Linked DNA regions of Mus musculus: all the other regions are linked to region 3. Evidence: chromatin contacts called from public Hi-C data. All regions are on one chromosome and are shown on one strand. Each heading gives the region's core, a stretch centred on a gene start, on an enhancer-like site or on the middle of the called end of the contact. The rest is flanking DNA. Distances are from core to core; before and after follow the strand shown.

What was found. Hi-C and Micro-C count contacts between places; a contact is called where the count stands out from the background.
Region 1: a Hi-C map of bone marrow-derived macrophages shows a contact between it and region 3, with 11 read pairs. The contact joins two enhancer-like sites.
Region 2: a contact with region 3 is called in a Hi-C map of epidermal suprabasal cells, with 4 times the contacts expected there. The contact joins two enhancer-like sites. A contact is called at or near these places in 1 of 15 datasets of contacts at CTCF or cohesin (large pre-B cells), 3 of 484 Hi-C or Micro-C datasets (bone marrow-derived macrophages, epidermal suprabasal cells and nephron progenitors) and 2 of 115 datasets of contacts at active chromatin or transcription factors (the NIH/3T3 cell line and large pre-B cells).

Annotation. Positions count from the first base shown.
Region 1 is chr13:75,157,095-75,159,794 of GRCm38.p6, reverse strand. No RefSeq gene overlaps it. Among named protein-coding and RNA genes, the nearest start is that of Pcsk1, 69 kb to the right of the region's middle. Within about 2 kb of position 1,399, at least 9 of the 459 cell types and tissues checked have an H3K27ac peak or open chromatin away from gene starts, as enhancers often do. A contact at or near this core is called in bone marrow-derived macrophages, where this site is marked.
Region 2 is chr13:75,269,739-75,272,438 of GRCm38.p6, reverse strand. No RefSeq gene overlaps it. Among named protein-coding and RNA genes, the nearest start is that of Pcsk1, 180 kb to the right of the region's middle. Within about 2 kb of position 1,323, at least 10 of the 459 cell types and tissues checked have an H3K27ac peak or open chromatin away from gene starts, as enhancers often do. A contact at or near this core is called in epidermal suprabasal cells, where this site is marked.
Region 3 is chr13:75,796,665-75,799,364 of GRCm38.p6, reverse strand. No RefSeq gene overlaps it. Among named protein-coding and RNA genes, the nearest start is that of Glrx, 42 kb to the left of the region's middle. Within about 2 kb of position 1,419, at least 284 of the 459 cell types and tissues checked have an H3K27ac peak or open chromatin away from gene starts, as enhancers often do. A contact at or near this core is called in bone marrow-derived macrophages and epidermal suprabasal cells, where this site is marked.

The sequences.
Region 1 (2,700 bases), core at 150-2,649, 640 kb after region 3:
ACATCATGGATGGAAGTGTAAATTCTGATTTCCATTCTTCAGGCTCATAGCAGGGAGGGTAGGAATGGTAACAAAAAGTGTGTCCTGGAGGCTTCCATTCATATAACTAAACTATCCATACCTTGGACTCCAATGAAGTTCTTACAATACAAATAAGTCCTTAAATATATAAGTACAACCTGCTCAGTCTGTATAATGTTCTTTATATGTATGTTTGCAGGGTTGGTATTTGATATTGTATATCCAATTAGTATGTTCTTTCCCAAGAAAAATTAATTCTCTTACTCTGAGCATTCCTTATTTATCTACAGTTCTGTATGAAGTTGTTGCAGGATATTGTATCTCATTGAGAACCTGGATATTGTGAATTGTTTTTCACTGTGGTATGGCTCAGCCTTTGATCCTAGAGCTTTCTGTTTATTGTAAACAAGCACTTGTGGTGTGGATCAACCCTAGCACACAACTTTAATCCAAGAGTTAAAGAGTCAACCCTAGAGGCAGAGCAAGCAATCAGCTGAAAGGGAGTGAACATAAGTAATAGAAGGGAGGGTTTTTGAGTTGAGTGGGTTTTATGAAAGAGCTTTTTCCTCCAAGATATGGGTGGTGCCTTTTCCTTCTTGGACATAGGTGGAGTAGGAAGCTCACCTGGGTACTTTCTGTGCCTCTCTGAGCTAGCAGGCTTTCACCACAGCATCTGACTCCCAAGTGTTCATTTGGTAAAGCAAACAGCTGGGATTTTGGTGCATGACTTTAATCCGGGCACTTGGGAAGCAGAAGCAGGCGGATTTCTGAGTTTGAGGCCAGCCTGGTCTACAAAGTGAGTTCCAGGACAGCCAGGGCTATATACAGAGAAACCCTATCTAGAAAAACCAAAAAAATTAAAAAAAAGCAGGGGGGGGATTTTTGTTTTCAAACAACATGTAGGGTTGAGGCCTCCTGGATTTTCCAGGTTCACATTAGCTTGTCTACTATTGCTGTCTTTGTTCTGTTCATGTATTGGAAGTCATGTTGGTGACTTTATGGGTGTAGCTTCTGACATTCCTAGGAGACACAATCTCACAGCAAACTCCTGTATCTCTGGCTCTTGAAATCATTTTACCCTCTGTTCTACAATGTCCCCTGAGCTTTATATGCAGAAGTTGTACTATAATCCATTGGGGTTGAGCTCCACAATTCTATGTTCTGATTGGATTCAGCTTTCTATCAATTAAAAGGTAGACATGAACTGGATGGGATATTAATCAGCCATAAAAAGATGAAAATTCTGGCTTTTGTAACAGCACAGATGATGAGTAGATAGAATGCTAAGTCACAGAAACCAGGATCAGAAATAGTGTGTTACCTCACTGGCATATGGAATGACAAAGTCAAACCACAGAGGCAGAGAATAGAAGAGGATTTTATCATTTCTTCCCTTTTTTATTTTTTTCTTCCTCTTTTTCTCAATCTCTCCCTATCTGTGTGACTGACACATTTAAAAGGAGCTTTAATAAGCCAAGTCACTCTGGAGAAAACATTTCCTAGTTTCTTATGTTTGCATTAACATATATGGTTTCATAGGGCAAATATCAAGCAATAAGATAGAGTTGATCAAGCAATCCACTTTAAATATTAATTGTTGATGAATTATAAATGTACAATTAGGAACCTTTTGAAAGTATCCATGATATTGATGTTGGAGCTAAATTTACTATTACCTCACTATTTACTATTACTCACCCTGCATTGGTTCAATGGGAAGCAGATGAGATGGTTCAGGAAGTAGATTAGCAGCCAAAGCTGAGTAGTTAAAAATAAACTGGAACAAAGAACAGCAATGCCCAACCCTGAACTAAATACTAGCTAGGTCTCTGGGGTGAGAAAAGTAAGAGTTAAAAGAAAAAACACAATGAGGTAGACCTTTCTGTTTGACCTTTTATTTGCTTATTTTATTGTATTATTTTATTGTTTATTTGCTTATTTTATTGTTTTATTGTTTGGTCTTACACTCAAAATCTTTCTTTCCTGACCTTGAAATGCAGGGACCATAGTTATGTCTAAAACCTGGCTTTATTGAAGACTTAAGTTGTTTTAAGATGAATATTCTTTTATCTTCTGGAGGACATATTTGCATTTAGATGTTGGATTCTGTGGTTTAAATTTAGTGTTTTCTTAACTAATCTTGGGAATTTCCTTCTGGGTGTCAGGAGATGAAGAATAAAACATTCTACCCCAGTGCTAAGCATTGCTTCATCAGGATAATTTCTTTTAGTGTCACCTCTTGGTTTTCATCTAAACAACATGAACTCACCTAAAGAGCATACAATAATGCACAATACTGGACATTTCCTAATATAGCAGCAAACAAAATATATCTATGATCCTGGAAATCCCAGCATCTTGTAAGGGTGTTTATAAACCCAAAACTACTTTTTAAAGAATCTGAGATGATTTGCCTTTTACACCATGGGTACAAAAGGTATTATTCTTCTGTGAGTAAGAATCAAGCTGGTGGACATTCCCTGCCAGAGGATAGGAGTCCGCCTGGCCCGGGAGGGCTTTGCCCGAGCATCTGCGGGAGACATCTTGGTTCCCGGACTCCACAGAGACTAGTCTGCACAGGTGAGAGTGTGGACTACAGAAGCTAACAGCTTCTCGGACAGGTCCTGTTTGGGGCCTTCATCTTCTGACAGGAGGCAAGTCTGAACACCACATATCTGT
Region 2 (2,700 bases), core at 74-2,573, 530 kb after region 3:
ATGGTGCTAAATGGAAAGAACTCCTTTCCTGTCCTTAAGATGTTTCTACTGGGTATTTTGTGACGTCATAAAAAACTAAAACAATTTTGAAGAAAGTATATTGCTATTATTAATGCAGATAACACTGCTATATGATTTTATTTAAAATCTTCCTTGAAGGTTTTGTTTGTTTGTTTGTTTTTCTTTTTCTTTTTCTTTTATAATTTACTAAACTGAGTAACCCAATGAATAGAGAAACCCAATTATTTTGTTTCATGTAGGTGAAAGTAGTGCTATTGTAAGCTTCTCCTTCAAGCATTGCACTCTGGAAACTTTGGACACTAGTTCAAAATGTGTTAAAGTGTCAAAAACAAAACCTGTAATATTTTTCTATATCTTAATTTTAGTTCTATTTCTCATCCTGTGATTTGTTGTTCCTTCCTCTCTAGGGCCATATAAAACTGGCCCCATATGAATATGAAGGGACAGGGTGGGGACAGAACATTTCTTCCTTATTGACTGGCATACCAATTTACTGGTGGGAATTCTTGGTTAGAGCTCCATTCTCCTTACCAGCTTCCTAAATTCTGTCTTTGGAATACATTGAACAAAAGGATTCAGATTTTTCAGAAATGGACAAAAGTGTTATAACAGCCACCCCTTTTAATTTCTACTCAAATTAAAATCAGACATGACCCACTCTGGTTGATTTTTTTTGTTTGTTTGTTTGCTTTTGTTTTTTCTTCAAGATTCGCTTTCCTTTCTGTGGGTTGAGCAGTTAAAACAAAGCTTATTCTATTGACCTTATGCCATTTCTTTGGAAAGCAGACAAAAATAAGTTCATTCTGAGTCAAGCATAAGTAATACAGTCTATTATTCACTGTTTCCCTTTCAGCCTGAGGTGAGCTGACTTCACCTTTATATCTGAAATGTGAGAGAATGGTGACATTTAATTAGAATGTGTCCTTTCTTGGGGCAACCATCCTTTATTCATTAGTGGAAATATTATAAAGCAAGAAGCTATGGAGACCAGTGTCTGAATGGTGGCTGAAAAACCTCATCTCCTGGTATTCTTGGTCTTGTATAAACCCTTCCCATAACCAGTAAACTTGACCTACATAAGCAATGGTAATTGCAGAAAAAAATAGTGTATAGCTTCTGAACTTGGTCATGGGCTTCTGGACTTTTCTTAAAGCTCCCATTGGGGATACTAGCCACCATATTATGAGCATCTTCAAGTAGCTCTCTGTAAAGAAACCAAGGATTCCTTTCAGTAGCACAGTGAACTTGTAGTTTGAGAGTGAGTCACTGAGTGACCTTAGATACAGATCATCCAGACTCAGTCAAGTGCCTGTAGTCTCAGCTGACATCTGACTCATGAGAAAGTATGAGCCAAATGACATAGCTCACCTACTCCCAAATCCTTGACAGACAGAAACTCTGAGATAATAGCTCATCATTATAATTTTAAACTAATAAGTCAAGATAATTTGTTATGTAGCAATAGACAATTAATGTAAAGTATATACAGATTCTCATGAAGACATACAAAGATATTGTCAGTAATTTCCTGTGTTTTCAATTTCCATCATAAAATATAAAGACTATATTTGAGGAAAGGATTGACCTAAGCTTTATGGTCTGTTATTCTCCAAATGACACTTTATCATTATTAAACCTACCTCCTTTCCCAGAAGATTAGCACATGTCAAGTAACAAAGTGTTTTACTCAACTAAATTCTCCTCTGTATGTCAACATGGCTTCCTTAACACATCCTCTCTCTTTCAAATTTATGTGCCAATCTTCTGGAGGTAAGGGGAACTGAAAAAATGTTTGGCTATTTCTGGGTCAAGTTCTAGGCATAGGAAAACAGGAGCAACTCATAGCTTCTTGTGTTCTCACCTGCTAGGATCTGTCAGTTATGCCTTTTCTCCTGGATTTATACCCTTTAAACCTCCCCTGTAGGAACTTAAGTTTTTGCTGTGCAACCAATCAGAAGACTGAGGTCACGTTAGTCTATATCACATATATGGTGGGCTAGTTTAGGTATGTATGACATATGACAGATAGGTGAGGAGGTGTTGTGAATAAAAAGTTTCTTTCTTATCATTGGAATATTCTATTCTACTCTACTCTACTCTACTCTACTCTACTCTACTCTACTCTACTCTACTCCACTCTACTCTACTCTACTCTACTCTATTCTACTTAAGTTCCCAGACTTTGAAATCCAAATCCAAAAGCTTAGCCCAGACTTCTTATAGCCTTGTTTTTCTTCTCTACTTACATATTCTCTTGCCTAAAATCTGAAGAAAGAAAGCATGAGAAAGAAACACATAAATTTTCCAAAAATATAATCCTACACACTTGATATTTTAAATAGAGTCCACAAATTCGACCATGACCTTTCTCTAAAATTATGAGTAGAGGATTTCTGAATGTCGGCATCTAGGGTAAATTTTAAGGCAAGCTCAAAGACATTTTTGGATATTGAATCTAAGCATTTGGAAAACCTTTAACATTCATTCCTAGGATCTTTCTCTTACTAACATGTTATAAAGTAGTCTGATTCAGACACTTTTTTTTTCTTTTGCGATTGTTAGCATTTCTTCTAGGCTACACCACTCAGTTACCTGGCTCAATCTAAAAGAGGCTGCTTACCCCCTCCTCTCTCTTTGCCTTTCTCTACAACCCCCCGACTCCCCTTTCCATGCCCTAAA
Region 3 (2,700 bases), core at 170-2,669:
GCCCACCTGCAACCAGAGACCCGTTCCTCGCAGATAGGAGACCCAAAAAAGAGGTCCATCTGTGGCACTCAAGGCCGATCCAGCCTCATCTGGCTTGTTACCTATGCTGTGTACTTCCATGTGACAGGGGCAGAGGCAGAATCTATAACACGTTTTCCTGGCCTGCTCCAGCTGCCTAAGGTCGAGCCCAGCCAGCAGTGTTCCTTGTCTGTCCACTGGAGGCAGGTTTGTCACCATATCCCTGCAAGCCACTGTGAAAAGCCTTGTTTGCTTTTGCCCTAGAGTCCAGCCAGTCCCCTGACCTCTAACCCAGAACTATTTGTTCCAGGCGTTCCTCAGTCTGACATTCTAGTTGAAAACAAAGCCAAAAAAAAAAAAAACCCAAACCAAAAAAACCCAACAAACAAACAAACCTACCATCTTCCAATCATCCCTCTATATTTGGGGGTCAGATGAGCTGGTTACCTTTATGGTCTAGAGGGAATGAGTCAGTTAGCGTTTAAGCAAGAAGCAACATCTGCTGTAGTTCAGAGGCTGGCAGAGCACCAACGGCTGGGAAACTGTAGGAAGCAAGAGACCTGGCCAGAGTTCTTTAGTCCTATGCTGTGTGTCCATGAATGCCTAGGCCAGTTCCTCCTCCAACAGATATTTTGTCTCATGTTAGAAACCTTCTCTGTAGCATCTGGCCAAAACCTAAACCTATTGCTGGCCAGAGTTTTCTGAGACCCACTTCCAGCCTCAGAAATAGTTGAGGCTTGATGTCAGACTTGTCATAGCTGGCTGGGTTTTGCTTCATTTCCTCTTCCTAACAGTTGCTCAGCCAGTCTTTATTTGCATGTGGGCAAAGACTTTGGTAAAGAAAGGAGGAGCCTTGTTAGCTGCCGTCTCACTCATGGCTAAGTCATGAGTAATTCTACTAGCAGAGCTAGTATTTGATACCCCTTACTCCTTTCTGCTTATACAGAAAGGTGAGGGATTATATAGGATTATTTATGAGTTTCTGTTAATTGTAAAATTTAGTACAAATCCAGCAATGAGGGTAGTGATGGTCACTTTTTCTATTTGTTCAGAGATCATGTACAATCTTGTACCCTTTACATAACACATATACACCTTGAATACACATGTGCATATGTGCTTGCCACACCACATTCTATAACAAGGAAAGGACCTCGAGGAATGGTTTGGATAGAGGGTATGTATTTCTGCTAGTGTTCCTGGCAGGCCTTGCAGTCAGGCCTGGCTGCTAGCAGTCTCAAAGCTCACAGAATTCAGAGACCATCCACTCCAGGCTGCTGCTTATCCCACACTATCCAGCAGATGGCGCTGCACGCCGCACTGTCGCACCTGTCTGCCTTGGCTGTCAGGAAGTCAGAGTTACTACTGTGCAGTCAGGAAGTGGGTCTGCTCTCACTGAGCAGCGGTGGCTTACGCAAACCATGACTCATGGGTTTGACGAGGGCCTTTGTCAGAAGCAATGAGATCTGACCGTCACCACCCAATGGAAAGCAAAGTGCCTAGCTGGCCGGAGATCATGGTTGCTCACCGTTGATGCCTGGCTTTTTCAGGCAGCATGAGTTCATGCGGAATTTCAGAACCTGGCTGTGACTGATTCACTTTCTGTAAACGAGGGTCACCATTTCCACTTCCTCCGCTTGGGCTATTATTTGAACTTCGAGGTCAGCAACTGTTCTGGTGCTTACCGGAGGCTTTTGAGTATTTCATAAGTACTATTTCTTTCCTCTTCTTAAAAGTTTACTTTGCGATAAGGTCTCAGTATGTAAGCCTACCTTCTTGGAACTGGCTATGTAGATCAGTCTGACATCCAGTCCACCCGCCTCTGTTTCCTGAGTGCTGGGATTAAAGGCACATCTCACCACCCACTCATCGCAGCAACATTTAGCACAGATCTGAAGTATGAAATTGTTATCTCTCAGCCCTTCAAAAGTGGGTTAGTCTCAAATATCATACTGCTCTGCTTTTGCCTGGAGGGCAGGAGAGTAACCTCCATAGAATGCCTGAAACTTGGATGGTATTAAACTCTATACACACCGTTTTACTATATATATACATATATATCTTATCATATATGTGGCTGTATCTTTTGTAGTTTGTGAAGCCATAGAAAGTTAGTTCAGACTTCTTCTTTTCCTTTTTTTTTTTTTATTTTATTGTTAGAAGATCTTAGCAGCTCCAACATAATTCTTTTATTAGTGGAGACTTTTATCCTGTCTTATACATTTTTTGCTTGTTTGTTTGTTTTGTTTTTCGAGACAGGGTAGACCAGGCTGGCCTTGAACTCGGAAATCCACCTGCCTCTGCTTCCCGAGCGCTGGGATGAAAGGCGTGTGCCACCATGCCCGACTCTGTCTAATACATTTTATAGCTCATCTTTGGTGTACCTGACTTGTACCTGTTGTCTTATACATTGTGGTCTGTAATTGAGTTAGGGTGAATTGAACACAGTCAAGGACTTCATCCTCTGACTAGTGGGTAGTGGCATATACAGTGGATGCAATGGCCTGGATGACTCATACAATAGACTGGACCCTATGGGAAGGATGAGATGGCATCATACTCAGCGCTAAGGGCATGTATACCATCTTACATCATACTCAGCGCTATGGGCATGTATACCATCTCACAACTTAAGAACGGTTTATTTCTAGAATTTTCTATCTCATACTTTGGGAATGTTGT